Linked DNA regions of Mus musculus: all the other regions are linked to region 1. The links are chromatin contacts, called in public Hi-C, HiChIP or PLAC-seq and promoter capture Hi-C maps. All regions are on one chromosome and are shown on one strand. Each heading gives the region's core, a stretch centred on a gene start, on an enhancer-like site or on the middle of the called end of the contact. The rest is flanking DNA. Distances are from core to core; before and after follow the strand shown. Region 1 holds the start of Slc19a2 (solute carrier family 19 (thiamine transporter), member 2). Region 2 overlaps Tiprl (TIP41, TOR signalling pathway regulator-like (S. cerevisiae)). Region 3 holds the start of Prrx1 (paired related homeobox 1). Region 4 has its middle 29 kb from the start of Tbx19. Region 5 has its middle 23 kb from the start of 4930568G15Rik. Region 6 holds the start of 4930568G15Rik (RIKEN cDNA 4930568G15 gene). Region 7 has its middle 33 kb from the start of 1700029M03Rik.

Region 1 (4,011 bases), core at 941-3,440:
AAAATGTTGTGCAATCACGAGAGTATTATCTCATCAAATCCATAAGCTTTCGTGCTACACTCAAGTAGATAGAGATTATATAAGGACAAGAGTCATTTTGGTAGAATTCTGCCTACTTAGGAACCTCTTTCAGAAAAGTAAGAAGTAATTTTCTGCCCAATTCAGGAGAAACTGCTTTATATCCAGACTCATCTCGAAGATTAGAAACTTCAATATTCGATCTATAACAAGGTGATGTATAGATTCCATAGGGTTTCAAGCCTCAACAAAAGACTAGAAAGTTGATTTTAAAAGATAGACATCTCAATGCAAAGCCCTTATCAGCTTGTTGGTTCATTTGTTTTTCTTCCCTTTTCTCTACTAAAATACATGTCCGTGCAAGGCAGCCAGGAGAACTAACTGCTCCAGCTCTATCTCTATAGTTGTGAAGAGAAACTGATATGATGGTGGAAATTTAGGTGACTACACATTTAATAGACCAAACATCCTCAAGCTTTTTGGTCTCGGAGCTCTTGTCATCGAGGAGACGTTTGATTTTGGTGACTTAGAACGGTTGATATTATCAATTTAGTAAATTGAACCGAGAAAATTTGAAATATAGCACACAGGCACACTCTCTTTTAGCTTACAAACTGATATCATCACAGGTTATATAGCCTCTGGAGGCTAAAAGGAATAAAGTCTTCCTAGCCAGCCCTTCAAAAGACTCTGAAAGATGTCAACACCACACCTTGCATTTTGGCAAATTGCTCCACGCACACATTTTGTGTATTCACTCGTGCAGCTCGATTCTGCTGATATTGGGACAGAGTCAGTCTGTGAGTCCAGCAAAAAGTCATGCAGAGGGCGATGAAAGAAAGCGCTGGGGATTCCTGCCACGGTTTGCCCTTGAAAAACTTCTGACAACAACCTGCCCTCTTATTGCCTCGTTTTTCTGTTTTAGTGAAGTGTTTTAGTGAAGGATCGCTCAATGGGAACCCAGGAGGTTCGCACAGTGAGCCCTTTCAGTCCTGCCTGCCAGCCCTCAGGTGTCTAGTTGGTCCTTCTCCTTGGAGACGCAGTGACCCAGGCAGAAATGAAAGAATGAAAATTCAGATCGCCCTCACTAACAACAGCAGTCTGAGAGGTGAATCTCAAGACTGGGAGTCGCTGTGACCAGAGGTGCTGGAGAGCCAGCAGCGCATGGTCTGAGCCAGATTTTGTAGCCAAGAGTAGGAAAGGGGGAGTGCAGGCTCCCTTGGAGAAAGACGGGGTGATTAGCCTGTCTGGATGGACCGAGAAGACAGAAACCTCCCAGTGTAGGGTGGGGGTTAGCTGCTTTTACTTTTGAACCCTGTGGGTATTTCGTGAGCGGCACACTTCCTGAAACCTTGAGCCCATTTTAGGGCCTAGGTTTTTAGGGCGATTTCCTTTCCATAGGATATATTAGTTAATTGTTCTTTGTATCCTGCCAACAAAAAGTGACGAAATAAAGCAAAAGCCTCTTGCTGATTAACTCGGTCATCCTCGTTTTCTTTCTGTCTATAGTAAAAGGCCCCAAATCTCAGTTCTCAGGTCCAGCTTGTGTCTTTCTACCACATTTAAAGACAATGTTAAAAAAAAAAAAAGCAAACTAAATCAAACCCAGCAACAACAACAAAAAGCTCTTGGAGCCCAGGGATTGCATTCTCCCGCCTCAAGGTTAAAGGTTTGCAAGCCTGTGTCATCATGTGTCCCGGGCAGAGGACCAACATCAGTAGGTTGGCAGATAAGACTGAGCAGACTCGCTGCGATGAAGCACACATCCGGGGATCCCGCTCTAGGGAGCCTTCCGGACGTGTGATCGGAAAATGCCTGGTGACCGATCCGACCAGGGAGGGTGTGTAGGGTCCTCGCCACAGAGTCCAGACATGGCCCCTAAAAGTCCGATGTCCCAGAACCCCTCACGTCAGAGCCCGGGCGCGCAGCCCCAAGCGGCCTTTCTGTCTTTTGAGCCACTGGCCAATAGGGAAGCAGGGAGGTTGGCTCCGGCCGGGAGGCATTGGCGAGGAGGAGGTTCCCGGGGGCGTGGCTAGTGATCGTCTGCTGTGGGTGGGCGTGGCGTGGGGCGTGGCCAGGCGGAGGCGGGCCAGACCGGGAGGCGGACCTAGGGAAAGGGCGTTCTGCGGTCGGGGCGGGGCGTGGGGGCGGGGCCAGGCGGGGTGGCGGGCCAGACCCGGAGGCGGACTTAGGGAAAGGGCGTTCGGCTAGCGAGCTGTGGCCGCCGGCGGGCGGTGGGGACTCCAAGCACCTTGACCCTGGCGCGAGGCGGCGTCGCGCACGCTTACAGGTGCCCGCGCGGGCTCGCGGCTCGGGCGCCCTCCCGTTGGCCGAGAAGGAGGAGGGGGCCGTGTCGGCGTCCAGCCCCTCGCGCCCAGGATGGACGTGCCAGCCAGGGTGTCCAGACGAGCGGCGGCGGCGGCGGCCAGGATGCTTCTGCGTACTGCCCGCGTCCCTCGCGAGTGCTGGTTCCTGCCGACCGCGCTGCTCTGCGCCTACGGCTTCTTCGCAAACCTCCGGCCGTCGGAGCCGTTCCTCACGCCCTACCTTCTGGGACCCGACAAGAACTTGACCGAGAGACAGGTAGGCAGGAGCGGCAGGCGGGGAGGCCGAGCATGTCAGATGTTTGTGGAGGGTCTGGCGGCGGAGTCCCGGAGCGGGCTACGCAGATATCTGTTCGGATTTCTGCTCGCTTGGAAAAGTGGCCTTACTCTTTGCGTTTCTAGCACGTTCCGTGCGAGACTAAGCAAGATGGGCCGCAGCCCACGTGCATGTGTGTTTCAGGCCGTATGTGGATAACCCGGTTCTGCCCGGACAAGTCCTGTGGGAGCTGCTGGGGACCGGGGACAGTGCGTGGATAAAGAAAACAGTAAACTCGACTTTCAGTAGAATATGTACATATGAGTGTTTGTATGTATATATGGATGGATGTTATTTGGCTTTGTTTTTGTGAGAGGGTCCCCCTTTCCTTCCCCTCCTTGACTTTGTTTACCCCTGACAAGATAGATACGCGCTATTACAGAAGGACAATACAGGACAGTAGTACGCCATCCGAATATGGGTGCTTGATTAGGTAAGACTGTGTCCAAAGATTTACTGCACCCTCTGAAGTCCGTCTCTGGGATGAAAACAGACGGTGTCATATAATTGGTACTTAGCTTTTCTCGGATGGTGAAGTGTTGCTTCACCTACAGGTTTTATCCTCCGTACAGGTGTTTTTGAGGGCTGTGATGCACATGGGCCATGACCAAGAACTCCTGCGCAGACATTTATTCAAGATACAAACTTGTACGCACAGCACCACAGAAGTGCATAGTATACTTCAGAAATGTGCCTAACTCCTGTGATTAAAGCTCATTATCCCGGCACTTGGTTTTGTCAGAGGAGCTTGTAGATGGAGATTGCTGCTCCAGGACCCTTTCCTTGAGTATCCAAAAGAGTGAAAGCTCAGGTCCGATGTCTTTTCCCTACTGTCAGATGAGTGGATGCTGAATAATTGCCACCTTCTTCCTATACCCGGTTTCCTTCCTTACCGCGCTGCTTCCCTGCCCAGGTGGCTGTAGAATATGACTCCCATTTAAGCCTCCCTGTCATTTCCTGTCAGTCATCACTTCTGAGGAGCAACTAACTCAATAACTTGGCATGCCAGGTCAGAGCAAGAGGTGACACTACCAGACCCATTTCAGACTGGCAGGATATAATTACTCAGAGTCCAGTTTGTTGTGCCTTTATTCAAGGTCACCTGGGAAAGAATTGAGAGTCAGTGTGGAATCCCGGATCCACTGACATTTAGCAAGTACAGCTGACTTCTGCCGTAATGTTACACCCTGCTCCCTAGTCTTATGGATCATGTCACAGTTATTCATTATCCATGTGTATTTTGGTGCTGGTTAAAGCCAACAGTAGAAAGATAAAGCCTTCTGATTTAGAATGGTTTTTCCAAGAAGAAAATTGCTCTGTGGTTATAAGAAAGTGCGATCTTGGAGACCCAGG
Region 2 (4,011 bases), core at 853-3,352, 970 kb after region 1:
GAGGACGGAAGGGAAGACTAAATGATGTGATTATCTTGAAGTAAGATGTTGGCTGTGGTGATATTAGCCACCTTTCTCTTGTGCTCTGAAGAGGAGGCAGTCTCTGTCCTTTTTCTCCTTGGAGCTTCCCATTCTTTGAGATTCAGTTTGTTTTGTAATCCCACTTTCAGTTGTTCAAGGCATGGTAATTTTTTTGACTGCCTGGCTTTTTCCCTGGTTATGGTAATGACAATCTCAAGGCCTGCGACAGCTTCTTCAAAAGCAGAGAGGAATACCAAAGTCGCTCCTCCCATCTTTCTCAAGTTGTTATTTCTGCCATCACATCTGACACCACGTGTAGATGCTTCTGCATTCTCTGGCGGACCTTAACCCCACAAAAAGTTGTCTCGGTCACCATAGGAGATTTGGTTCACATTCACATAAATACCAAAATAAAAAATAAGCCATCAGATCCTCTCATACACTATAAATTACCCTGTATTTCACTCATAATACCTAATACAAGGCAAATAGCTAAAACTGACAGTCAGGGAATGACAACAGAAAGTCTGTGCGTGGTCATAATCGCTGGGATGTTTTCAACTGTTTGATGAGGAGCCGGATGACTCCACATACACAGCACTCGCCGTATAAAGGACCAACCACATTCTATCGCTTCATTATGTAATCCCTTATACCACATCAGAGAACACGGTACTCAGAACTGAAGGGGATGCTATGCATGACATGTACCCATGTGTTCTGACTACTTAAAAGTGCCCTCAGGAGTGTAAGGAGCAGAGGGAGAAGAGAGACAGGCGCTTAAAGGCGAACAAACTAGGGGATCGCGTTCATACCTAGCAGTTTCCATTTGTAATCTGCGTGGGAAATGTGTCTGCAATACTGAACGGGTTCAGAACAAAATAAATGAGAACGATACATCCTAATCCAATCTTCAAGTAAGTCTAAGAAAAGCTGAAATAAACAGCAAACTATGAATACATAATTCCTTATTATTTATTCTCCTCTTACAAAAGACACTTGGACAAATAAATATAAAATGGCATATGTCATATTTAGAAATGGCCAAGGACACACCTGGGTACTCCTCACAGGGATACACTAATACAATCTTCAGATGCACACTCCTCCTCCCCACCGCCCACCTCTTTAATTTTTTTTAAAAAGTCAATTATTTTATTTTAATTCTCCACAATTTTTAACAATGAATTATCAAAATAAGTAATCTAACACTACTCAGAGACAAAGACATTTAAATGAAAAGATTTAAAAAATACTTGTGTGTACAAACACACACAATATGTTGCCCAGAAACTCCAACTAATGACTAATACAAGATTAATTTTGTAGGTGACATGTCACAACTCTCCGTAAGTGCGAACAAACACCAGAAAGCCCACAGCCAAGAGCCAGAGTAGCACATCAGCATGCAGTCAGCATCCTATGGCGGCCGGCAGGTCCCAGGCATCGGGGCTCAGTGACAGCCTTACAGTCAGCCTCCTCACAGTGAAGACGATGCTTCAGGCCGGATGCAGACCATGTCCCCTCATGAGACCCACACACATCACTGCTGACGTAAGCTCCAGAGCACATCTCTCTCTGGAGCAGGAACTTGAAAACAGACAGGATAAACAGGAGTTGTGTGGAACCTGCCTGCAGCAATCTTTTATTTTCCTTTAAGGCTACAGAAAATCTGCGCATAAGCAAGGAAATTAATTCTCATAATAAAAATACCCCTACAAATAGCCAAGGTTTCCAGTCAGGTTCCACATGGAGAGAGTCTGCTGTACCACATTTTATTCTGAGGGCGTACTTTGTGAGTCCACTGGGTTAGGATCAATTCTTTCTGGAAATACGAGCTTCTCACAAACTGCTTCCTTAATTGGTAAATATTGTGATATTTCATTAGGTTCCGTGAAGAGGGAAGGTGGAACATGCTAGGAAAAACATAAAATCGTATTAGTATATTCTCAGTTATGGCTCACACGATTTCTGAAACCTTCTAGTGTAAGAGTTCACAAAGCATGCTAATTTCAGCCCTGGGGACACTCCACGTAAGGAGGAGCATTGAGTGCTCCCCCAGATAACAGCTGCTTCCTGTTACTCAATCGTTCAACTGTGTGGCTGATCTTCAAGGAACTTGGTGTCATAACTGACAGTGCTACTGTAAGTGCTAAAAGAATCCCACACATTTTGATCAAATCCCTCCCTAGTACCCGTTACTTGAGTAACTTGAAAGTTCAATCTTTAGTTAGAGTCCAGTACACATTCTACGACAGTTACTAACTATTCTAATCCAAGCATACACTATATTCAGACAGAGTAAGTACTATGGTTTAAAAAAAAAATACTTATTTTGTAGACATGTACTAAGCCAGTTCATCACAAAACCCAAGTGCCACGGAAGGACTTCACAAATTCCAGGGGAGCAAAAAATACAGGAAAATTATGTCAGAATAATTACAGATGCTGGTACAGAGGCACCAGTTTTTGGAAGAAAAAGGGATGTGTAAGAACATATACATACAAGTGACATCACAGAGGAAGTAGGATGCATCTATATGTTTACAATGATGGAAGAAAGAGACAGTGAATTTGAAAGACTAAGGAGATACAGGACATGGGAGGCCTTGGAGGGGAAAGAGAAAATTTATGGAACTCTAGTATAATCTCAAAACATGAATAAATTATTAAACATTCTAGAGGGTCAGGTGCTAAGTCAGAGGAACATCCATGGCACCAGCTGCAGCGATGGGACTCAGGTCACACCCCTGCCTCTCAGCTTCTTCAGAATGAACAGGACTCAGATGGATGGCAGCGAAGATCTCCAGGTGCCCTGGTGCTGGAGACAAACCCAGGAGAGACCCACCCTGCAGAGCCCAGGAGGAGCACATCTTCTTTGGAAGGGGTGGAAGGACGTGGTTCCCACGCCTGGAACAGGGCAGAGGCCTCCATGATGTCATGGCTGCTGTGGCCTAGGGCTTGTTTGTATAATTTAAGTATTTTCATGTTCCTCCTTTGAGGAATGTCCTCCCTGTTAACATTAATGACTCCATCAGTCCAGGAGGCGAAAGTGTAGCTAATGTCTCAGTAAAATGGTAAACCCTGGGACCTTCAGGACAGCCCTTAAGGCTGTAAAAAAACTCTGAAAACATGAGCTCAAAAATATATAATTTCTCAACTATGTAAAATATAAGGAACTATACAAGGTGTTTCACTAATCTAAAGGAACAAAAGCAGCTGTGCTGTGAGCCAACTGGTCAGGAAGATACTACGGAAGGAGATACAGAGAGTTAGGGAGTGGTGATTGACGGAGATCCTACCCAGCTAAGTTTTTTTGTATGCTTAAAAAGGCAGACAGATCCCTGGGTTTGAGGTCAGCCTGTGACTGAGGGAATTTAGATCCAGGCCCCATCCTGTTATCTTATCTCTGTGCTTAACAAAGGCTGACAGATATCTGAAGGGCTCTGTAATAAAAAGTGTGCTTGCTGTCTCCTAAGAACCAAAGGCCATGGGATGTTGACTCATAGGATAATCAAAAGGGAACCTGGGGTAATGACTGAATTGATATCTACATAAAAAACTAGGTTTGTGATCTTCAAGAGATGTCTTTAGGCCTGCAAGAGAAAGCTGTCTAGAGAACAACATAGGTTGTCCTGAGACTTGACTTCCAGTTGTGTGTTTTTTGCTACTTTCAAACAGAACTCCCAAGCAGAGGCTGGTCCTTGGCACACATTTTCTGATGCAAATTTAGATGAATGGGTGGGATTAGTGGGATATGAGACTTAAAATGAATTATTAAAATTCAACATCTAAATACTTAAAATTTAAGTACTTACCATTAAATTAGCAATTTTGCTCTCTCTGGATGTATATTCTCGTAACATGTAGGTCTTGTCAGCCTATATTTAAAAATACAAAAATTACAATATATTTATATATGTATATTATAAAATCCTCCCTATAAAGCAGACACGTAAATAAACAAACCATCCTTTTGTACCGTTTTCC
Region 3 (4,011 bases), core at 938-3,437, 940 kb before region 1:
TGTGTTATATACTAAGAGACCACGATATACACTTGCAGTCAGTCTTTTTGTAAAGGTGAAGTTAATAACTGAGATGTGACTAAGGCTGGGGAAGGCAGCTTGTTCATAGACTTTTCTGGAGGTCTAGGGGCCAACAGGCCGTGCTGCACAGGAACTTGGGCCTGCAACCCGCGATTCCCCTATGCAAATATGGTGTTAGACCAAGCCAGGCAGTCTCTGGATTTTGCTTCTAACGAAAATTCTCCTAGCTTCATCAAGGTTTAACTTAATAGGTGGGTTTTTAGCTCTATCTTAAACAAGGTAGAGATGACAGCAGAGGTCAGAGAGCAAGCCTGGGCGACAAGAATTGTGTGTTCCCGCGCTGCCCTTAGTCTTTTCCAGGCTTGGGTCATATGCACAGAGGGTATGCGACCTTAGTCCTGTCTTCCAGGTTCCTCTGAGCACAGTGCTTTCCCTTCAACCCCAGGGAAGACGCGCTCCCAAGCCTGCCCTGCATCTTTGTTCCCTGTTTTCTCTAACCGAGGTGGCTGTGTAGCCTGCGCTCTGGCCGGACCGGACCGCTCCTACCCTGGCGTGGACGCCCCGCCTGCCTGCGGGATTTCTGACCGCCGCTCCGCCCGAACTGGAGATGCAGCCCTGGCGGCTGGAGACAGTGGTGGCCGCAGAATCCCTGCATGGGATCCCCTGGCCTCCCAGCGTCCCTGGGCCTCCGGGTCTCTCTCCAGCGCCCGCTTGGCTTACAGCATTGGGGGAGCCCTCTTTTTCTCATCGGTCTTTCTGCGATCAGCAACCAGCCACTTTTCCCAGGACTCCTAACTTCTTAACGCCTTGTCTCCCCGAAACCGAAGCCTGGAACACGCTCCCGCCGCCCTCCCCGGGCCTCCACCCTGTGTCCCCAGCGCACACTCCCCGGAGCACGCGCCCTCACTCACTGTCCTGCTGAGGGGTGTCGCTGCCACTGGTCAGTCCCGGTGACTCCAGCAGGCTCCGGCCCGCCTCGCCCACACTTTCGTCTGCTTGTGCCGCCACCATGTCCCCGGCCTCCTCCAGGTCTAGCAGGTGACTGACGGAGAAGTTCTTTTTCGCCTGCAGGGTGTCGAGGTTGCCCGGGCTGTCCAAGCGGCCGCCCAGCGCCGGTTGCCGCTCCAGAACGTGCCCGTAGCTGGAGGTCATGGTCTCCCCTCCAATCCCACCCACCCCCCTCTTCCCGCTCGAATCAACACCAAACGCTGTGGGCGTGAGGGGGGAGAGGAGCCGAGTGGGGAAGAAAGAGGGGGGAGTGGAGAGAGAGAGAGAGAGAGAGAGAGAGAGAGAGAGAGAGAGAGAAACAGAGGGTGGGACCCCTTCTGAAGTGTAGAACTTTCGGGACAAGTAACTTTCCCTGCAGCCTCGGTTACTTCGCTAAAGCCAAGTCCAGCGCGGTCCAGAGAGATAATCCACACCAAAAAGTTCAAAAATAAAAACAAAACAAACAACCTATGCTTAGATCAAAAAGAAAAAAAATATCCCTTTCAACTCTTAAAAAGCGTCCACTCGCAGACACTAAAAATAATAATAAGGGGGAGCGAGGAAAGGGGAGGCCAGCGGGGCGGGGGAGTTAGGCAAACAGAAGAGAGAAGAAGGGGTGGAGAGAAGAATCAAAGTGGCTTTAAAAAAATTAGAGAAAGAGGTTAAAAAAAGTTATTCCCCCGGCAAGAGTTCAAGCGCCAACAGAAGAAGGCTTGTTCCAGCTTTAAAATGTCTTCAAGAAAGCGCGTTCCCCCTCTCTGCACTCCTGTGGATTCTCGGGAGTGACTAGAATTTCAGGAGAGTGATGTCTTGCAGATGTATTAGAGAGCAGGATTCTCACTTTACTCTTCGTAAGGAGGAAAAAAAAATAAGAAATAAAGAAGCGGGGCTTCAAGAGTCTGCAGAAGGGTGGCGGTCCCCCTTCCCTCCGCTCTCTCCCCCTTCTCCGTGCGGAGCTCCTTTTCCCTTCTCAGTTGGATCAAGAAGCTCTCTGGCACTTCAAAAGGCACAGGCTGGCATGGAGAGGAGGCTTTGTAGGGAATACAAGAAAATTGGAGACCCCTGGGAGGGCAGATCTCCACTTAATAGGAGCCTGTAATTACGTGGCAAAGCCTTTGTGCGGCGCCTGACGTTTTACAGACCCCCTTTCTCCATCACAATCTCCTACCTCCTTTTCCTCGGACCGAAAAAACAGTCTGATTAAGAAAACCCCTTTGCCAACATCAGAGCCAGAGAGAAAGGGAGAGGGAGGGAGCAAGAGAGGAGGAGGGAGGGAGGAAGGAGGGAGGGAGGGAAAAGGGAGGGAAGCTAAGGAGAGAGCCCCTTTGGATTTTTAAAATAAAGGTCTAATTATCATTCCCTTGCAGTAGTATCACAGAGAGAAAAGTGCCCGAAACCCGCAGTCACTTTAAAACGGGGCTGATTATTTTGTTTCAGCATTAACTCCTCCGGATTTGTTTGAGATCCTCTTGGAATATCTCATTTGCATGTTTTGATAACAGCTGAGGGCAAACTTGTTAGGAAAAGAAAAAAGAAAAAGGAACAGGGAAAAGATGCACATCTATAACAGTCAAATCTGCGGCTGCACCGCCCCCCAGTAACTTTTCCTGCAGCTTTGTTTTGGCGGAGAGCGCAGGGAGAGTCTGAGACTGAACGGCAAAAAAGAGCAAGCCTATTAAAGCTCGTTTGGCTCTGTAGAGACAGCCTATTAAATAATGTAATAAAATAACAAGAGCGATAATAACGGGAGGCTCTCTACGATCTAAAGACGGCTTGGGCAGATCCAGAAGTCTTCAGCTTCGAATGGATTCGAGACTTTCGCTGCCACCAGAAATCCCCAGGCTTCAGACAGTAGAAAATTTACATATTCATTAAACCAGAAGAAAGTCCGTCCTGATAATTCCCCTACCTTTGCCAATGTTCTAATTTCTTGCTCGTAGCCGAGGCTGCCCCAGATCAGAGCAGACAGGAACACTGGGGCTGAAGAAGTTGGGGGGAGCAGGAGGAGCTGGGGGTGGGGTGGGCTCTGTGCTAATCTGTATCCAGTTCGGTGAGGCCCTGGCAAACACAGAGACTGAGGAAGGTCGAAGTCTATGACCAGGCTTGACAGAGGGCAGAGCGGTGCTGGACGGTGTTTTCATGACCTGTTGGAATCTGGTAACAGCTTTAATAGTCTCATTAGGAATGAGTTACTATATGGCCAGTAAGTAAAATAGTATGTGCTTATTTGTGGCGTTTTATGTTCTTTAAACACACACATACATACGTTTCCCCTCGCTCCCCTGATTGCTAGATTTCCCCTTCTCCTGTAGCTATGAGATTGAATTGAAAAGAAGGAAGGGTCCCAGTGTGTATAAATGGTTTCTGTGCTCCAAACGGCCATAGTTAGCCCAGAACTTCCAGCCCTGATCTGGGAAAAGAACATTTGATGCCATCAAAGGGCTGTAGATTGAAACCAGATGTGCGCGCCTCGGTTCTTTCCATGCATTTAATTAAGGAGCCAGGATGGAGGAGACTTTTTCATCATTAGTCCACCCGCCGCCCCCTCCTTTTTCCACCCCTCGCCTCGCTCCAGCCACTCGTGCCGTGCCCCCGACCGGCAGCCCCCAGCCCCGCCAAAGTGCTCTGGTCGCCCCTGCTCGGCAGCTCAGGCTCTGAGCCGCGAAGGTTTGTCTGCCGGAGGGCATCTAAGCCAGAAGAGCTGGTTCTTGCGCTGGGGACTTGCCCGTGGGTGGGCCAGACAGAGTGGGGACTTGAGTATCCTGAGGTGCTTTCGGAGATGCCAACGGTGAGACTCCTAGAGCCTAAAGTGCCTGGAGTGGAAGCGACTCGATGGTCAGGTTAAAGTGGCATATTTCCACCGGTGTCTCTGGAACTCTCTGCTCCCTTAGGGGAAAGGAGACACCCTTTCTCTCTTCCTAAGGCCAGACAGCATCAGTCTCTCCCATATCTTCTCAGACTGGAGGCTCATGCGCTCCATCTTTACTTACACAGATGGATTCC
Region 4 (4,011 bases), core at 1,123-3,622, 880 kb after region 1:
AAGCATCAGCTGGTACAGGAAGAAGTACTTGGAAGATTTTCTACCCACGTCTGAAGTCTCCCTTGATTGCTTATAGCCTGGGATGACTTAGTTTCATCTATGAGCTTGATTGAGATTTGGGGGAGAGTTGGTTCAAAAGTAAGGAACAAGAAAACCAAAACTGAGAAGTTAACAGTAAAATCAATCCTGGACTGGTACGAAAGATTAATTTGGTGGTGGTGGTGGTGGTGGTGTTTTATCAAAGTGGCCACAATAGTTCCCATAGTGTGTGATTTTGTATTAACCACAACTTACCTTACCTACTGTCCATCCAAGGGTAGCACCCATGTTCCTCCTTCCCCATTGGATCTGGGTGAGCTACTTCCAAAGCTGGGGATAAGAAGCAAGAAGCCTTTTCCTGTTTGACATCCAGCTCACTGTTTAGTCCTTGTCCACGTCTTGGGACAGGTTTAGGACAGCAAAGTTTATAAGGCAGGGTTCCTCTTGACACCCATGTGGTTGCTGGCTCGCACACGGGACCAAACAACCATGGACAGCTCCTCTAAAACCAGGAGCCCAAATCAATCTTTTCTCCTTTCTACTGGGTCTTTGGTGACAGCATGAAAAGCTAAGACCTCATGCAATCATACTGCTGCCATCCCTCCAGGAAAGCTCTCTCCAAGCAAGAGGCCCTAAAGCCAACAAAGGAGTGTCATCCAGAGTGTATGAAGAAAAAATTTGGGGGCCTAGAAAAATGAGAAACTTTTCAGAAAAGAGAGAGCTCTGATCATAATAAAACTAAAACAAAATACTCACTCTCAGGTAATGTGAAAATTAAAACAACTGAATAAAACCTTACATAATTCAAAATTGGAAAAAATTAAGAGCCATGTTACGTCATGGACCCAAAATTAGTTACTACTGGGGTTGTGACCAGGTGCAATCAATTTAGGAAACATTGTAACAACAGGTATAGGGGTTAAGGGGCACACACTGAAGGCCGGCTTCTACCCTGAAGTCTCCAGCCTGTGGACACTCACAGGCATTCGCAGCAGACAGCGCAAGGATATTCGCTTCCAGCAGCCATTTGTAACAGAAAACAAGTGGAGCTCAACTCTTTCCAGATGGGTAAAGATAAATATGCTAAGGTTTATCCACAGAACGGAAAGCTTCCTAAAGAAGAATTCTAAAATAATTAAAATTGTGAGGAACAAACACCCTGTCCCACTCCTAACAATTAGCAAAGGAGACTCCAAGTAGTAAGAGCAACCTTGCAAGGTCAGGTGCCATCCACGGTGATCAGTCACATGAATGTGGTGAGCTCAGGAGGGGACAACCTTTCACGTCATCTGCCACTTATATGTATGTGGGTGTATTTTGGCTCTTTATGACCTGTTTAGTTTAAATCTGTTTAAGAGTGTTAAAACACTGCACAGGACATGGGACAAGTTGGGCTGCTGAGATTTTTTTTTTACTATGATTAAATATTAGCTTATTAGGTGAGGGCAGCTAGAGTCCTTAGCAAGGAACAATGTTTTATGCTCAATGTATTTGGACCTAGGCTGACTTAAGCCATTCTTATTTTGAAAATTGACACTCATTTTTTATTTTTTATTTTTTTACAAAATGATAGTTATATTGAGGTCTATAAACATGTATGCTATTTTAAAGTATCCGTTGAAGGAGCTGGAGACATGGCTTAGTACTTAGAAGGTCCTCACATAGAGGACCAGAGTTTGGCTGCCAGCATCTGTATCCAGTATCTCACAACCACCTGTAACTCCAGCTCCAGAGAATATGATGCCCTCTTCTGGCATCCATGGGCATCTCCCTACATCTACAACCCACACATGACAACTTCACATATATGCACCATTGAATTGATTTTTTAAAAAATTAAAGAGGAGGAAGAGAGGAGGAGAGAACTGGAAATGACCAAAGATTTTTGTCATCCTTCCAAAATAATGAGTTCTCCTTTCATAGCTTCATTGATGTTGGACATACACAAACACACAGAAACACACACACACACACACACACACACACACACACACACAAGCTTGCCTACTTTCTGGGCCAGAAGCAAAGGACTTCCTTGTCAGCCTAGGCAGCTCATAGCCCATATTCTCATTAGTTCTCCTGCCTTCAAAATCCCATAAGGGTGTTGCAGAGCGTACCAGGTAAATGCTATATCCGCAGTGGGTTTATGTCACAGCTGAGGGGCCTCTTAATCACGCACGCATGTGCATGGGTGCACTCGTGTATAGTGTGTGTGTGTGTGTGTGTGTGTGTGTGTGTGTGTGTATGCGCGCCCGTGTGTGTCAACGTTCAGCATAAAGCCCAGCACCCTTTTGGAAGGCCAGGCCTTACTGGATAAGCTCCAGTGCTGTAACTTGCATGACTCAGCAAATCTAAATTTTGATCCGTTATGCGACATCTCATCCTTTGTGGGTCATGCTGTAAGCCTGGGGTTTTACAGCTTGACAAAAAGACATTCTTAAGGACACAGGTAAATGTTCCTAGGGCTCAGGGTGCAAACAAGGGTTTGGGGGTGCTTCCAATAAAACTGAGATAAACATACAGGGTTGACTGCAATACAACAGCTGCAGTGGCTGAGTCTGTCTCCTTCCAAAAACAAGTGTGTTGAGCAATAGCCCCACCTACAGACGGCTTCTGGAACTGCAGCAGTAAGAACATGGCTTCTGGTAGCTTTCTACTCCTTTTCCTCTCCTCTACTTTTCTGGTTTGTTTTCTTTTGGTTTTCCAGACAGGGTTTCTCTGTGTAGCCCTGACTCCTAGAACTCGCTCTGTAAACCAGGCTGGCCTCGAACTCACAGAAATCCTCCTGCCTCTGCCTCCTGTGTGCTGGGACTAAAGGTGTGCTCCACCACCTCTAGAAAGACAAGTATTATCTTGTTCACCACCACCCTGGAGGCTGGCTCACCAAACAGTGACCTCACGTGGCACTGGCCTCCCCATCCAAAGTCTCATCAGGACAAATGCAAAGCTTTTCTCCCACTTAAACCCTTTAAAGTTCTTAAAGCGCTCTGAATGTTTTGCCGGCAATACAGTTTTTGCTAAGTGACAAGAGTACATTTTTATAATCTATCCCAAGATCAATCACCTCTTTTCTACTTATAATTAATATTTGCAAGCTTCACTAAGCAGGCTCTGAGATCACATTTCCATTAATAATCTAAATTATAAAGAATTCAAATCCCATAGTCTACGGTTCCAGGAAATTCAGTTTTTTACCAGAACCTGCCCCAAAGGGATTCTAGGAGACAGTTTTTTCCTGCCATGTAAGTCCTTCCTGGAACCAGCCATCTGCCACCAGGTCCCTTATATCTGCAACCCCTGAGGCTCTGCTCAGACGGCCATCTCTCTGCTTCCTCTAACAAGTGTATTCCCAGGAGCCGGCCCTTTGCTTTATTAGAGTATCCCTAGAGACCCGAGTTGACATGGTGAGAAGCTAAGGGAAGTACCTCCAGAGTCATGTGACCGCCCCTGCTTGGGTCCCCTCCCAATACAGCAATGACACCGAGTTGTGTGCAGGGATGTGTAACTGTCATCAGAGACCTGAGTCTAGCTTCCTAGTAGCTGTATGGCTTCAGGAAGCCCAGCTTTCTGAATCTCCCTCCTCATCTGTACAATGGAGAGTGAGCTGGCAGCTTCTAGGCCACAAAAGAACTTACACACCAATATTCAAAAAGCGGCATCAGACCAGATGCTCACTAACCAAGTAAACGATAGTATGAACACAGTGCAAGTTTATAGGACCGAATATCGTCTGCACAGAAAGGAACAGGCATGCTGCAGTGCCCTGCATCAATGAACTGGGATGCTGGTGTGTCCTGCATCAGGGGATGCTGGTGTGTCCTATATCAATGAACATGCATGTTGGTGTGTCCAGCATCAATGAACCTCTAAGGTTATACACTGAGTAAAAGAAGCTACCCAGGAAAGTCACCAAAGTCACATGAATTCGTGTCCATGAAGCATCCAGGATGGGGAAGTCTATAGAGGAAGTAC
Region 5 (4,011 bases), core at 517-3,016, 870 kb after region 1:
ATTTAAAAGAATTTCCAATGTTGTGAGTCTTGGTGGGAGAGCAAAGCCTCCTCCTACATGCCAAGGACACCCGCCTTGCCTGTAATCCCAGGGAGGCTGAGATAGGAAGAGCGATGCAAATTTAAGGCTAGCCTGGGCTACAGTGGGAAACCTTGTCTCAAAGAAATTAAAAAGATAGTTGACTTCTATCCCATAATTATAAATAATCACAGTGCCTTATGTCCACTTTACTAGGACCTGTGGGAGCCAACATGGCTGTCACCAAACACCAATTCTCAGTGATTTTTTCCCCATTGTTGTGACAAGAACAACTCATAAAGGATAGGTTCGGGTTCAGCTTGGCCACAGCTCAAGGGCTCAATGTGTCTCCTAGGTGACTCTAAACCAGACAAATGGACAGTGGAGCTATAATGTAATTATAATCTCAAAAAATGTTTAAATAGGTAAATGCAAAAAGGTAAATAATTTTAAATAAATATATTTATATGTATAAATATATTTGTTTTATAAATAAATATATATATATACAAATAAAATAAATATAAATTTAAAATAAAATATACCATGGGAAGTGATTTTAAGTGTCTTACATAAGCATCCTTATAAACCTTTGCAGTACTTAACTCATTTAACACCCACAGGTAGTAGGTATCAGCTGTCAGTTTCTAGGTTGGGTAATTATTAGAACTCAGAGAAAGGCTGGCATAGTGACACACACCTTTAATCCTGGCTCTCAAGAGGCAGAGGCAAGTGGATCTCCGCGAGTTCAATGACAGCCTAGTCTACACAATGAGTTCCAGGCCAGCCAGAGCTGCAAAGTGAGACCTTGTCTCGAAAAACCGAAAACAAAAGAGTTCAAAGCGGTTAGTAAACAAGCATGCCTATAGTCTGACGCTAGAAGGAAACCGGACCCAAACTTTGCCCAGGCACTCAGACTCCACAGCCCAGCATCGCACACCAAATCACCCTGATGCAAACACTGCCTGGAAACAAGGAACACCGCTATTCACTCGGTAACTGGAGCTGTGAAGAAATGCAGCTGAGACTGGAAAGGAGGCAATCAAGCGGCAGGCTGGTGTTTTTGTAGGAAGTGCAGAGGGGCCTGCGAGAATGGAGCTCCTCTGAGCTGGCAGGGAAGACTGGAGAACAGTGAGATCAAAGACTCCAGCCCAAGATGCCACTTAAAGCTCAGGGCTCGGGCTTCGCTGTCTCCTGAAATCTCTGCTCACATCCCTTACTCTCTCTACTCTGTAAGGCGAGCCATGAGCCACGGTGTATTATCACCTCCTGCCTGCTTTCCAGTCTCCTGTGAGTCCCAGAAGCCTGCTCCGAGCACAGCCCTCATTCTCCATGTCTTCCCTGGGAGTGGGGGGCGCCCAGGGGTCTGCCAGGCCCACACAGGCAATGTCTTTGCACTGAGTCTGGACGCTAGAAAAACGAGTCCTCCCTTTTGTTCTCCTGTATCTCCTTATCCTCACAGCTTTTCCTGTGAAAGGTTCTAATCTATATTTAGACAGTTGGTTTTTTCCCCCCAGAACCATGACATTTAACTTCATCCTCCTTGTTTCTAGATGATTTTCAAATTTCTGTCCAGCCATCAGTGACTGGATTCCCTCTGAGATTTGTCTCAGCTGCTGGATTATTACACCCCCAAAGTCCCCACACTCCCGGCCAAGGCATAGATTAGAAACTGAGCGTGGGAAAGCCAAGCCTAAGGACCGAATGAGTAGTCTGTCTCAGCTAGACCATCCCTTAAGCTAAAAGGAAAACCTGGTTACATCTGACTACAGTAGCATCCAGCTGCTATATGTCCCTCATTCTGGTAGGGACGTGGCAGTGACACACATTCCCAAATCCCAAGCGCAGACGGTTCCAATATGCTCTTCCATGGCTTCCTTGAGCTCACAAATCAATTACATTGTTTTAAAGGGTAGAAAATGGTGTTGGTTTCTTATATTCCCCTGGGCAGTGATCCTGCTATTTAAAAATACTCTTAATCTCTCCCAGAAGAGGGCGCTTGAACGTTATCTTTGCCAAAAGCCCACTTATCTTCTGCTTGCTTTGTGGAACCTCCGTCATCCAGTTAAACTCTAAAGGCATATCTACACATTTCCCCAGCAGGGCATACCACGCCTTCTCACCGGGTTTGAGGGAAGCCAGATGCTGTGGGCTCCGCTCTCCAGACGCCGCGGGTTCCACTCTCCGTTCTGGCGCAAAGGGGGTGTGTGTTAGATCCTTTTTAGTTTGGCTGGAGAATACTTAAATAATAGGAGAGTGATATCAGAAGAGAGGTAGGGGAAGTTAGTTCTCTAATCTTGAGTCTGCTTCGCTATGCAGGATGAATATCTGAATCCAAACGAGATTCCCGAAGCCTTTGTCCGTTATACCTGCGATTTCAGAGGTCTGTCCTCACGTGTGCCCATCTCTCTAGCGCATTCCCTTAGGTCTGGAGTCCAGTGTCCTTTCCTTTCCTCTCAAAGCACTTATAGCAGGAGCACACACTGCGTTCTGTGTGGGTCACGGTGCAGCTTCAAGGCAAAGTCCCTACAGCTGCCACCAGCTCACCAGCCCCCTCCCCTGATCTGTCTTCAAGAAACTTGGGAGAGGCCAGTGACTCAGTCAGCCACCAATTGGACCACCTATGACCTCTATTTCCTTTTCTCTGGCTATAAATACAACTTCCCCTGTGATTGAAGTGGAGGCCAAAAGATGCACAAGACAGTGGGGGGGACCGGGGGGGGGGGGGAGGCTGCATAGGTTCATGTCTGGGACTCCACTAGATATGCCTGGCCTGACAGTAAGCTACTGCAGAGGGACAGGAAAGCCGTGGTTTTCACAGCCACTCCTAAGATTCTCAGAGAGCAGAATGGTGCCTTTGGAACAATGGTAAAGCAGTGGGCACTCCTGGGCAAAGGGGGAGCATTCATTTAGCACTTGTCACAGGTTAAATTGGGGTCATCATTCTGAAATGTTACTGCAAAGCAACTGCCAAGCCAATAACAAATGTTACAACTCTCCTGTTGTTTGATTTTTAATATTTTATTTATTCATTATAAATTCCATATACACATACAGTATATTTTCGTCAAACCCACATCACACTACCTCCTTCCAATTCTTCCAGGAACCCCAGACCCTTCTATTTCCAACTTCATATTGTTGTGTTATCCTCATTGTTGTTGTCATCAGCATCAGCATCACCATCATCACCACCACCACAATCATCACCATCATCAGCATCATCGTCAGCATCAAGACTGGAGAGATAGCTCAGCAGTTAAGAACACTGGCTGCTCTTGCAGAAGTCTCAAGTTCAGTTCCCAGCACCTACAAGCCTCCTGTTACTCCAGTTCCAGGGATCCAATACTCATTTCTGACCTCCACTGGCACCAGGCACTCATGAAATACACAAACATATATGCAGGCAAACATATACACACATATGTAATAAATTTAACAATAATAATTCCTGAGTCTATGTACTGAGCACATAGTATGGATGTAGAGCCATCTACTATGGTATGAGCCATCTACTATGGTAGCCTACCAGTCACCCATCATTTCCCAAAAGGAAAGTGAGACCTCCCCCCTTCACATCCACCCGCAACTATCAATTCTCACTCCATAACCCAGACTGGCCTCACACTCCTGTTTTAGTCTCCTGGATGCTGAGATTACAGGCATGAGCTGCCAGACTCAGGTTATAAATTCACAAGCTTTAACCTTGTCATCCCACCCTAAGGAACTTACCCTGAAGAAATAAAGAGAAGGGGAATACATACATATGTGCACACACACATATCTACATAAATAAATACATACATGTGTGTATGTATACATATATGTATATGCATGTACATATATATGGTGAGACATTCTTTGTAGCATAAATGTTAGCTCTACAAAGTCCCAGATTTTGTTGAAAACTTAAATAAATCCAAAAGATTTATTTGACATTTAATAAGTTTTGATACTATTATGAGAAAAATAGTAACAAATTTAATGCTGACA
Region 6 (4,011 bases), core at 813-3,312, 840 kb after region 1:
GTTCAAAGATAGCTAGGCACATACAAGATCATATGACACTTGGTGTTTTTTCCACTTCGCCCACTAGGACATAAACCCCCTGAAAAGAGTCATCTTTATCATAGTTCATGAAATTATTATTAAGGAAATTACTCTAATGTTCTTCTTGATGCATTCCACTACAGAAAACAGCCCCAGTGAGCCAGCACTGAGCAGCCCCCATGGGCTTCAGAAATGACAGCAAAGTCTTACAAGTTCTCCATCACTCTCAATAAGCCCACAGCTCAACAAGGACCACATCACGAGAAGTAATCACATTAGTAACAACAAACAGACAAGAAAAGCAGGCTGGAATTACCACCTGAAACTTACAAATCATAGGTGTTGGCAGATGGCAGGCCTGTGACAGAAGATGGAGCCACATACTGAACTTTCACCTGGCTCCCATAGTCACAGCTATGGGAATTTCAAACCCTGTCTCTTACAGTGTGTGTGTGTGTGTGTGTGTGTGTGTGTGTGTGTGTTCATATGCATGAGTTCTTGTGTATGTGCATATGGAGACCAGAGGTGGGGACATCAGGCTCTTTCTCAATCACTCTGCACTTGGTGTTTTGAGACAGTCATTCACTGAACCTGAAACATGGCCATTTAGCTAGCCTAGTTAGCCAGAGAGTCCCAGAGATTCTGTCTCCCTAACACTGGGGTCACAGGCACACTGCAGGCTCCAGCTTTTACATGGATGCTGGGATCAGAACTCAGGTCTTATCCTTGCATAGCAAGTGCTTTACCAACTGAGCCATCTCCTCAGCCACTGCTAAATGAGTTTTAAAGGGCATCAGTGAACCAAAAAAAGGCACATGCCTGGGGATAGTTTGTTTGGGCTTTGGGTATGGTCTCTTCCAGTTTCCATTGCAAACTGATCTTCCTTCTTGGGGAGACTGTTGGGGTCAAGGGTGCACACCTACTATACTGCTAAGAGGACAGATGAAAGGCAAGCCCTTCACCTCTCCTGGAACATGGGGTCAGGGAGACAGACTCTGTAACTGTTTTAGTTCAAAGACCTAGGCATTTCAAAGCACTGGACTCTGAGATAGTCTTTTTGGAGCCTTCTAAAGGGGTCAGATCCAGGCCTGCTGTATGCCCATGAGAAGGCCGTGCACTCCTGAGAGCCCGCACAGGGTCACATTAGGATCAAGGGAAAACCCTCTGTCATTTTCTCTGCCAACGGAAAACACTATTTTTTCCTAATTTGTTTAAAGCCTTAGTGTATGCTAATATCTGCAACAGACCAGGTACATTTTAAGAATTGTTCCAAATGGGGAAAAAAAATAGCTTCCATGAGTTTGAGTACCTATCATGTGCTAAGCACACTGCATGCATCGGGTCAGTATTTCCTTAAAGTTCTGTGGAGCGGACTTCAAATTTTGAAAAGCCCCTCAAGTTCGGACATGGCAGTTAGCTGGGCCAAGATCTCACAGCCAGAAGGATGCGGAGCTTCCTATCCATGTGGTGGGACAGTCTGTGGTGCCAATGCATGCCTCTCATGTATAAAAATCATAAACTCGACCTTTTCTGCATCTAGAGACTAGGGAGTGCACACTCATTTAAGGGGAATAGATGAGAAGCCCTATGATGTGAGGATGAATTTCCGGGGTCTCCACTGCACTGGCTTCTCATGATTTTCAGCTCTGTAATAGTTCCAGAGCAATTGGCTCTAGAGCAGGACTCCAGGATAATACACAACATGGCTCAACAGGAAACTTCCTGAGAAACGGTGGAAATGAAGAACTCTGTTAGAAGATGAACCCACGCTTCCCTTTTTCATTAACTGATTCTATGAAGGAAATCTGGTCCCCTACATGTCCTTCAGGTCCTTCCAGCATCATCCACCCTCCCCCGCCCCCGGCTGTCTTCACCCACACACGCCTAGTACCGGGTAGTAACGCCTTTGATTACCATGCTTTTTATGGGATAGTGAGATTCATTTTTAGCTCTTCCTCATTAAAGGAGAGAGCCTTGAAATCAGCACATACACTCACCGCCCCGGATCAGGTGAAGTTACCAGGGCAACGGCAGCCGCCTCTGACGTCACTGAGGGAGGACACCTCCGCAAGGAAGCTGCTGCCTTCACCAACACAGCCCCCACCCCGCCCCTGCTCAGCTCCTCCCCTGGCTTTCAGGTTTTTTGATTCCCTGAGTTGCTGAGCTCCCTGTGAGCGGTCTTCCCACCCCCACCCTTCTCACCCAAAGGCGGAAGAGAGGGCGCAGTCTTTATTACACTTACCTTGGAGTCCTGGCCACCCTCTGGCCAAAATCATCTGCGACCTCTTAAGAGGGAAGTGAGGAAGGAGTCCTGAATGTCTCTGTGCCCATTTATCTGCGACTTTGCTTTGGGATTCCAAGAAAGAGGAAAGGAAGGGACACTAAGGGATAGCTTATGCTCACCCCCAAAGCACCAATGGGCAAATTTAACCAAAGATAAATGAAATCCTCTTCTCGCCCATTCCCACCTTATGCTTAACATAATGTCTAAACACAGTCTTGCTCCAGTCACATGCCACAAAACAGACACCTCAGTCACCAATGAGCAAAATATAACCGGTGGCTCCTAATGACATTGTAGCCATGTTAACGCCAGTGCTCTTGGTTTTCCACACAACTACAAAGCAACCTAAGAATGTGTTTCTCATAAGAACCTCCCCCCTTGTCCAATGTCGCATGACAAGAACACACACAAGGTATTTATTGGGAAAGACAGAGGGCAGCTGCCTCTGCCTCGGTGAGAAACATCAGGGAACCGAGTGAGAGGCAGGCTTTTTTTTTGGGCGGGGGGGGGGGGGGGGTTGTCCCAGGGACGGGTAGGTTTTCAAACCCGGAAGTGAGTTGGATTTTCTTTTAAAAAAAAAAAAAAAGTAATACTGACGTGGTTCTCTTCTCAGACCCTGTGGAAGACGAGAAAAACAAGAGATTTAGGTTCCAAAAGTAGCTTAATGGGTGTTCCTATCTATCATATGAACCAGTTTTAGAGGAGGCGATCTCTCAGCTAAACCCATTACCTACATTCCATCTCTAGAAAGTAGGAAGAGAACCACAATCTCCCAGAGACCTAAGGACCTAGCCCTAGAAGTCTACAGCACCTACAAATAGCACCACCCCAGGTACCATGCCTTTAATGCGTGGACCTTTAAGGGAAAGGACCCATATTCAAACCACAGTTCCTAGCACCTACCCCCATATGGCTGGTCTCTACAAAAGGACTCAGAACTGAGTGGTTCCTTTACAGACCAGAATGAGGCTATCTCTGTCCTTTCTCCCCCCTTCTCTTTCCTATGATGGCAGAAGTGAAAGCAGGAGTTTTAGGTTCCTGTGTCACTGTGTTGAACGTGGTCCTTCACTGTTTTGTGAACCAAACTAAACATCATTTGTGCTGGGGAGCTGGAATGTCACTTCTCTGTTATAGCAGGGGGCATTAACCCAGACAGCCTTATAGCCAACAAGGATAGGCCAATGAGACTATGTATGCCATTGAGGACTTTGGGTTCTTAAGGACAGCACACCTGGGTCCAAATCTGAACACAAAACTTGCTCAAACTAGAGCAAAATAATAAGACACAGTAAAGCGTGTCAGGCCAGGCGTGGTGGCACATGCCTTTAATCCCAGCACTTGGGATCTCTGAGTTCAAGGCCAGCCTGGTCTACAGAGCGAGTTCCAGGACAGCCAGGGCTACACAGAGAAACCCTGTCACAACTGGGATTGGATGGAGAGGTGGCCTAGTGGTTAAGAGCATGTACTGCTCTTGTGGATAGCCTGAGCTTGGTTCCCAGCACACATGCTGGGCAGCTCCCAACTACCTGGAACTACAACTCCAGGGGGTTGCACACCCTCTTCTGGACTCCATAGGTATCTGCACTCAAACATTCACATACCTACACAGACAATTACACGCATAATTTAAAATAAAATGCATCTTAAAAGAAATGTACTAGTGGTGTTGGTGCTGTCTTTCCTCCAGACGACCACAGCAGGTTGGT
Region 7 (4,011 bases), core at 616-3,115, 740 kb after region 1:
TCCTGGATGGTTTTTATTGTCAACTTGATGCAATTTAGAGTCATCTGGAAAGAATAATTTTGTTGAATAATTGTCTCAATCAAACTGACCTGTAGGGGTGTTTATGAGGTGTTTTCTCAATTGCTAATAGTTATAGCACATATATATGCACAGCCCACCATGGGTGGTATCAAACCCTAGGCAGGCGATGCTAGGCTGTATAAGAAAGGTACCTGAGCATAAGACTAAGCAGTGCTTTTCCATGGTTCCTGCTTCAGGTCTATGACCTGGATGTAGAAGCCAAAATAAAAACTTTTCTGTCCTAAATTCCTTTTGGTCAGGTTTTTGTCACAGCAACAGAAAGGAAACTGGAATAGTATTTTTAAAAAATGAACAAACAAACAAACAAAACCAGGATGTGGTAGCATGCACCATTAATCCCAACACTGGGAAGGCAGAGGCAGGAAGATCACCAGGGCTGATTGACTCATCAGGCTAACTGAGTCAGAGATATTGAGGAAAACACTCAACATCACCTCTGGCCTCCACACATTCAAGTACACACATGCGCATACACACTGAACATGTACACACACATACACACTAAGAAAGAAAGAGGTAAAAGGAACCTCACTAGAAAACTCATTCACATCTTTAAGCCATGTCTAGAGTCCTGAACTTTACCTATATGGATGTCACTACAGGAAGCAAGCCAGTTTCCTTGAAATGACTGGAAGCTTCTCTATGGATGATAGGCAAGTAGTCAGACACACAGACGGGCAGACAAGATGGTGAAATCTAGGTAAAAAGACTTCTAAAAAATGTTCTGATCATGAGTAGAGATTCTCCTACCTACAAAAAGGCCACTGAAGTTGGACACTTATGCCTCCATTGTTCTGCTCTTCCCCAGAGTTCAACTAATGAGGCATCATCACCTTGAAGCTCACATTCAATGTCCGCAAAGCTTGAGTACCTATCATAGAATGGGCATCCCAATCACAAGGCTGCCAATTTCATACTCAGCATCCCTGGGCTCCTCCCCCAGGAAGAGGAACCCTCGATAGCCATGGAGAACAGTAGTCATGGTCATAGAGTCACATGCAGCTACTGAGAGACAGTTGACAGTTAACAATGACAGTGATGACAGGAAGTTACTCTTACTGTTGGGGATCCATCCTGGGGCATTGGAAAGAAATAGAAATGAGAGGTCAGAGGTCAGGATTGGGGCTCTGCAGCATCACTATACGCCCATGTGACTTATACAAGTCAATTAGCCACCCTAAGTATCACCTACAAAATGAGGATAAAACTCTTATTTCCCACTGTTGTTTAAAATTTACCTGATCTTAACTCACTGGTTTCTGGGAAAGAGCCTTATAAACTCTTAGACTTGCCTTAAGGTCAAGTTTTCCCAGTAGGCCCCTGAACCACACCCAAGCCCTTGCTGAAAAGATGACTCAAGAAGGGGGTGTTGGCACCAGGGAGGCCAGCCATGTGATTAACTTTGAACTACTGTTATCATTTTGAACTTATGACCTCTAGAATAAAATTCAGCTATGCAGCCAATGAGTCAATGAGCTGTGCTGATCTAGTGAAACCTTAGTAAAAATCTGTACTGGCTGGGTTTGTGTGCCAAGTTGACACAAGCTGGAGTTATCACAGAGGAAGGAGCCTCCCTTGAGGAAATGCCTCCATGAGATCCAGCTGTAAGGCATTTTCTCAATTAGTGATAAAGGGTGGAAGGGTCCATTGTGGGTGGTGCCATCCCTGGGCTGTTAGTCCTGGGTTCTATAAGAAAGCAAGCTGAGCAAGCCAGGGGAAGCAAGCCAGTAACCACATTCCCCCATGGCCTATGCATCAGCTCCTGCCTCCAGGATCCTGCCCTGCATGAGTTCCTGTCCTGTTCCTGTCCTGAATTCCAATGTGGAAGTGTAAGCTGAATAAACCCTTTCCTCCCCAACTTGCTTCTTGGTCATGATGTTTGTGCAGGAATACAAACCTTAAGACATCACTTTCTAGATGCTTTCATCTCTAAGTCCTATAGATGGATTAATTCCCCAGATTGGTAATTCTATTAGTACCCAGGCAGTGTACATGAAATGAAAGGGTTCATAACACCCTGTAGGCAAAATCGGACTGGTGAGCAACTTAGAGTGATCCAATGTATAATCTAATGTGTGCATTGTGTGTGAGCCTTCTAGGTCTTGTTGAAAAGATTGCAATCACTGCTCGGCTCCCTCATTTTAGAGATGCAAAGACCTAGAGTGATGTACCTAATCTCAGGGAAACAGTGTGGGTCAGTGTGAGGGGCAGCACACTACAAAGCTCTAACTCTAACTCAGCCCTTCCCATGGATGCTTTCTCTCACTTCAAGCAACAATTTTGAATTCAAGTGAATAAGGGGTTAAAGGCCTGCCTTTCGGGCTGAACGGAATGTGCCGACTTCTCCTGAAACAACAATACATAGGACAACAGCACAAGATGATAAAGGAGAGGGTGGGGCTGGAGTGCATTGTTCTTGGAGAGAGAACCCGTGGAAAGCCGGCTCACCAGAACTCAGCCCACCATACTGGCCCCACTGCCGCCAGCCAGCAGCAGAGTTGAATGATGTCTGCAAAGAGATCCAATGTCTGCTCAGTGTCAGCTAAAAATAGCAACAGGACTGTCACACACACACACACACACACACAAACACACACACACACACTGAGCCACAGCCCCCTGAAACAGCTAGATTGTGTGACAGGTGAAGTCAAACACTGCATTCCTCTGTGGCCAAGGAGAAGCTGAGCCTGTACAGTTAGCTAAATATCCACATCACCCAAACTTTCTCTCTCTCCCTCCCCCTCCCCCTCTCCCTCTCCTCTCCTCTCCTCTCTCCCTGTTTGTCCCTGGCTGGCTGTTTATCTGCTTCTGTGCCTCTCTCTGTCTCTCTGTCTCTCTCTCTCTGTCTCTCTGTCTGTGTGTGTGTGTGTGTGTGTGTGTGTTTCCCCCCCTCTCTCCCTCCTTCCCTCTTTTCCTCACTCCTCCTTTCCCTTCCCCTCTCTGTCTTCCTCTCCCTCCTCCTCTCCCCCTCCATCTCTGCTGTGCTGAACCTCAAACCCAAGCCAGGCAGCTCTTTGCTATGAACTAAAACCCCAGCCCTTCCTTCCATTACCTCTAGGCTGCACCTCTACTGCACTTTCCCCTACATTTTCTTGGTTTTTCAACAACACCTAAATTCATTAATCCTGTAGCACTGGAAACTCTGGAAGACCCTTTGACTTGAAGAGGACACCTAGGGAGCAAGGAGCCAGGAGTTTACCTTCCTTCCTCCTTCACCAACACAAGAGACTCCTCAGGCAAAAAGGCAAACCCACTCTGGTCGCAGTGAGATATTGACCTGGTAATGGCTGGGTTTTATTATCTATTAGCATCACATGACTCTTAAGGTCCCTAAATAACAGGTCAGTGCGTAATTTCATGAAAATAAGGGAAAGGATCCACTCTTACAACCGTGTTCAGTGCAGCCTCAGGACAGAGTCACTAAGTGGCCCACCCTGATTTGGGAGAAGCAGTTTACTGGCCTGTGGTGAATGCTACAAGCCAGTAGGGCCTGGGAAGCCTTCTTCTAAAGGATTTCAGATTCACAACCTTGCACTCGGTTTAAAGGAGCCTCCCACATTCCCCTCTAAACCACAGCCTGTTTTGTAGCTTATTTTTCTTACATATCTCTAAACCTATATGGACAGACCATCCAATCTACAGGGATGCTTCAGTTAATAACAGGAATAAAAGATATAACATGGGATACTATGTTAGGTAAACTAGCTTGTAAGTAAATAGAAGAAACACAATAAAATTAATAATAAAAATAAACGCATAATCCAAAATCCGGTATCTCATACACAATAATGGCCTGAACTATATCCATCTGGCTGCCAGAGCAGCATCAGTACAGATGTTTGAGTGACGAGTTTCAAGGCACCACTCGGTGACAAAACTCTCATCTATATAGAGCATATAGACACATAGAGCATCATTCTATGTGTC

Evidence for each region. Promoter capture Hi-C pulls out the DNA fragments that hold promoters and counts their contacts. A called contact is a pair of places that touch in the nucleus more often than the background predicts. HiChIP or PLAC-seq counts read pairs in DNA pulled down with a chosen protein or histone mark.
Region 2: an H3K27ac HiChIP or PLAC-seq map of microglia shows a contact between it and region 1, with 6 times the contacts expected there. The contact joins the enhancer-like site here to the promoter of Slc19a2 in region 1. A contact is called at or near these places in 4 of 39 promoter capture datasets (the C10 cell line, the HPC-7 cell line, embryonic stem cells and 1 more), 2 of 484 Hi-C or Micro-C datasets (bone marrow-derived macrophages and forebrain), 4 of 115 datasets of contacts at active chromatin or transcription factors (bone marrow-derived macrophages, large pre-B cells, microglia and 1 more) and 1 of 9 other capture datasets (macrophages).
Region 3: an H3K27ac HiChIP or PLAC-seq map of embryonic stem cells shows a contact between it and region 1, with 8 times the contacts expected there. The contact joins the promoter of Prrx1 here to the promoter of Slc19a2 in region 1. A contact is called at or near these places in 1 of 39 promoter capture datasets (embryonic stem cells) and 3 of 115 datasets of contacts at active chromatin or transcription factors (astrocytes, embryonic stem cells and pancreatic cancer cells).
Region 4: a contact with region 1 is called in a promoter capture Hi-C map of embryonic stem cells, with 5 times the contacts expected there. The contact joins the enhancer-like site here to the promoter of Slc19a2 in region 1. A contact is called at or near these places in 5 of 39 promoter capture datasets (the 3T3-L1 cell line, cranial neural crest, embryonic stem cells and 2 more), 1 of 15 datasets of contacts at CTCF or cohesin (large pre-B cells), 8 of 115 datasets of contacts at active chromatin or transcription factors (the NIH/3T3 cell line, astrocytes, bone marrow-derived macrophages and 5 more) and 1 of 9 other capture datasets (embryonic stem cells).
Region 5: a Hi-C map of muscle stem cells shows a contact between it and region 1, with 2.9 times the contacts expected there. The contact joins the enhancer-like site here to the promoter of Slc19a2 in region 1. A contact is called at or near these places in 6 of 39 promoter capture datasets (the 3T3-L1 cell line, cranial neural crest, embryonic stem cells and 3 more), 1 of 15 datasets of contacts at CTCF or cohesin (large pre-B cells), 1 of 484 Hi-C or Micro-C datasets (muscle stem cells), 9 of 115 datasets of contacts at active chromatin or transcription factors (the NIH/3T3 cell line, bone marrow-derived macrophages, embryonic forebrain and 6 more) and 1 of 9 other capture datasets (embryonic stem cells).
Region 6: a contact with region 1 is called in a promoter capture Hi-C map of embryonic stem cells, with 4 times the contacts expected there. The contact joins the promoter of 4930568G15Rik here to the promoter of Slc19a2 in region 1. A contact is called at or near these places in 2 of 39 promoter capture datasets (embryonic stem cells and pre-B cells) and 5 of 115 datasets of contacts at active chromatin or transcription factors (astrocytes, embryonic stem cells, extraembryonic endoderm stem cells and 2 more).
Region 7: a FOXA1 HiChIP or PLAC-seq map of pancreatic cancer cells shows a contact between it and region 1. The contact joins the enhancer-like site here to the promoter of Slc19a2 in region 1. A contact is called at or near these places in 1 of 39 promoter capture datasets (embryonic stem cells), 3 of 115 datasets of contacts at active chromatin or transcription factors (bone marrow-derived macrophages, extraembryonic endoderm stem cells and pancreatic cancer cells) and 1 of 9 other capture datasets (embryonic stem cells).

Annotation. Positions count from the first base shown.
Region 1 is chr1:164,246,856-164,250,866 of GRCm38.p6, forward strand. It overlaps Slc19a2 (solute carrier family 19 (thiamine transporter), member 2), which reads left to right and starts at 2,191. Exons shown (of 6, transcript NM_054087.3): 1 at 2,191-2,601. The coding sequence starts at 2,398.
Region 2 is chr1:165,213,944-165,217,954 of GRCm38.p6, forward strand. Tiprl (TIP41, TOR signalling pathway regulator-like (S. cerevisiae)) reads right to left here. Exons shown (of 7, transcript NM_145513.4): 6 at 3,840-3,902; 7 at 1-1,937. The coding sequence ends at 1,797. Among named protein-coding and RNA genes, the nearest start is that of Tiprl, 21 kb to the right of the region's middle. Within about 2 kb of position 2,103, at least 44 of the 459 cell types and tissues checked have an H3K27ac peak or open chromatin away from gene starts, as enhancers often do. A contact at or near this core is called in bone marrow-derived macrophages and microglia, where this site is marked.
Region 3 is chr1:163,311,463-163,315,473 of GRCm38.p6, forward strand. Prrx1 (paired related homeobox 1) reads right to left here and starts at 2,188. Exons shown (of 4, transcript NM_011127.2): 1 at 933-2,188. The coding sequence starts at 1,173.
Region 4 is chr1:165,130,044-165,134,054 of GRCm38.p6, forward strand. No RefSeq gene overlaps it. Among named protein-coding and RNA genes, the nearest start is that of Tbx19, 29 kb to the right of the region's middle. Within about 2 kb of position 2,373, at least 62 of the 459 cell types and tissues checked have an H3K27ac peak or open chromatin away from gene starts, as enhancers often do. A contact at or near this core is called in bone marrow-derived macrophages, embryonic stem cells, pre-B cells and 1 more, where this site is marked.
Region 5 is chr1:165,112,900-165,116,910 of GRCm38.p6, forward strand. No RefSeq gene overlaps it. Among named protein-coding and RNA genes, the nearest start is that of 4930568G15Rik, 23 kb to the left of the region's middle. Within about 2 kb of position 1,767, at least 49 of the 459 cell types and tissues checked have an H3K27ac peak or open chromatin away from gene starts, as enhancers often do. A contact at or near this core is called in extraembryonic endoderm stem cells and muscle stem cells, where this site is marked.
Region 6 is chr1:165,089,868-165,093,878 of GRCm38.p6, forward strand. It overlaps 4930568G15Rik (RIKEN cDNA 4930568G15 gene), which reads right to left and starts at 2,063. Exons shown (of 5, transcript NR_040480.1): 1 at 2,019-2,063.
Region 7 is chr1:164,991,861-164,995,871 of GRCm38.p6, forward strand. No RefSeq gene overlaps it. Among named protein-coding and RNA genes, the nearest start is that of 1700029M03Rik, 33 kb to the left of the region's middle. Within about 2 kb of position 1,866, at least 54 of the 459 cell types and tissues checked have an H3K27ac peak or open chromatin away from gene starts, as enhancers often do. A contact at or near this core is called in extraembryonic endoderm stem cells and pancreatic cancer cells, where this site is marked.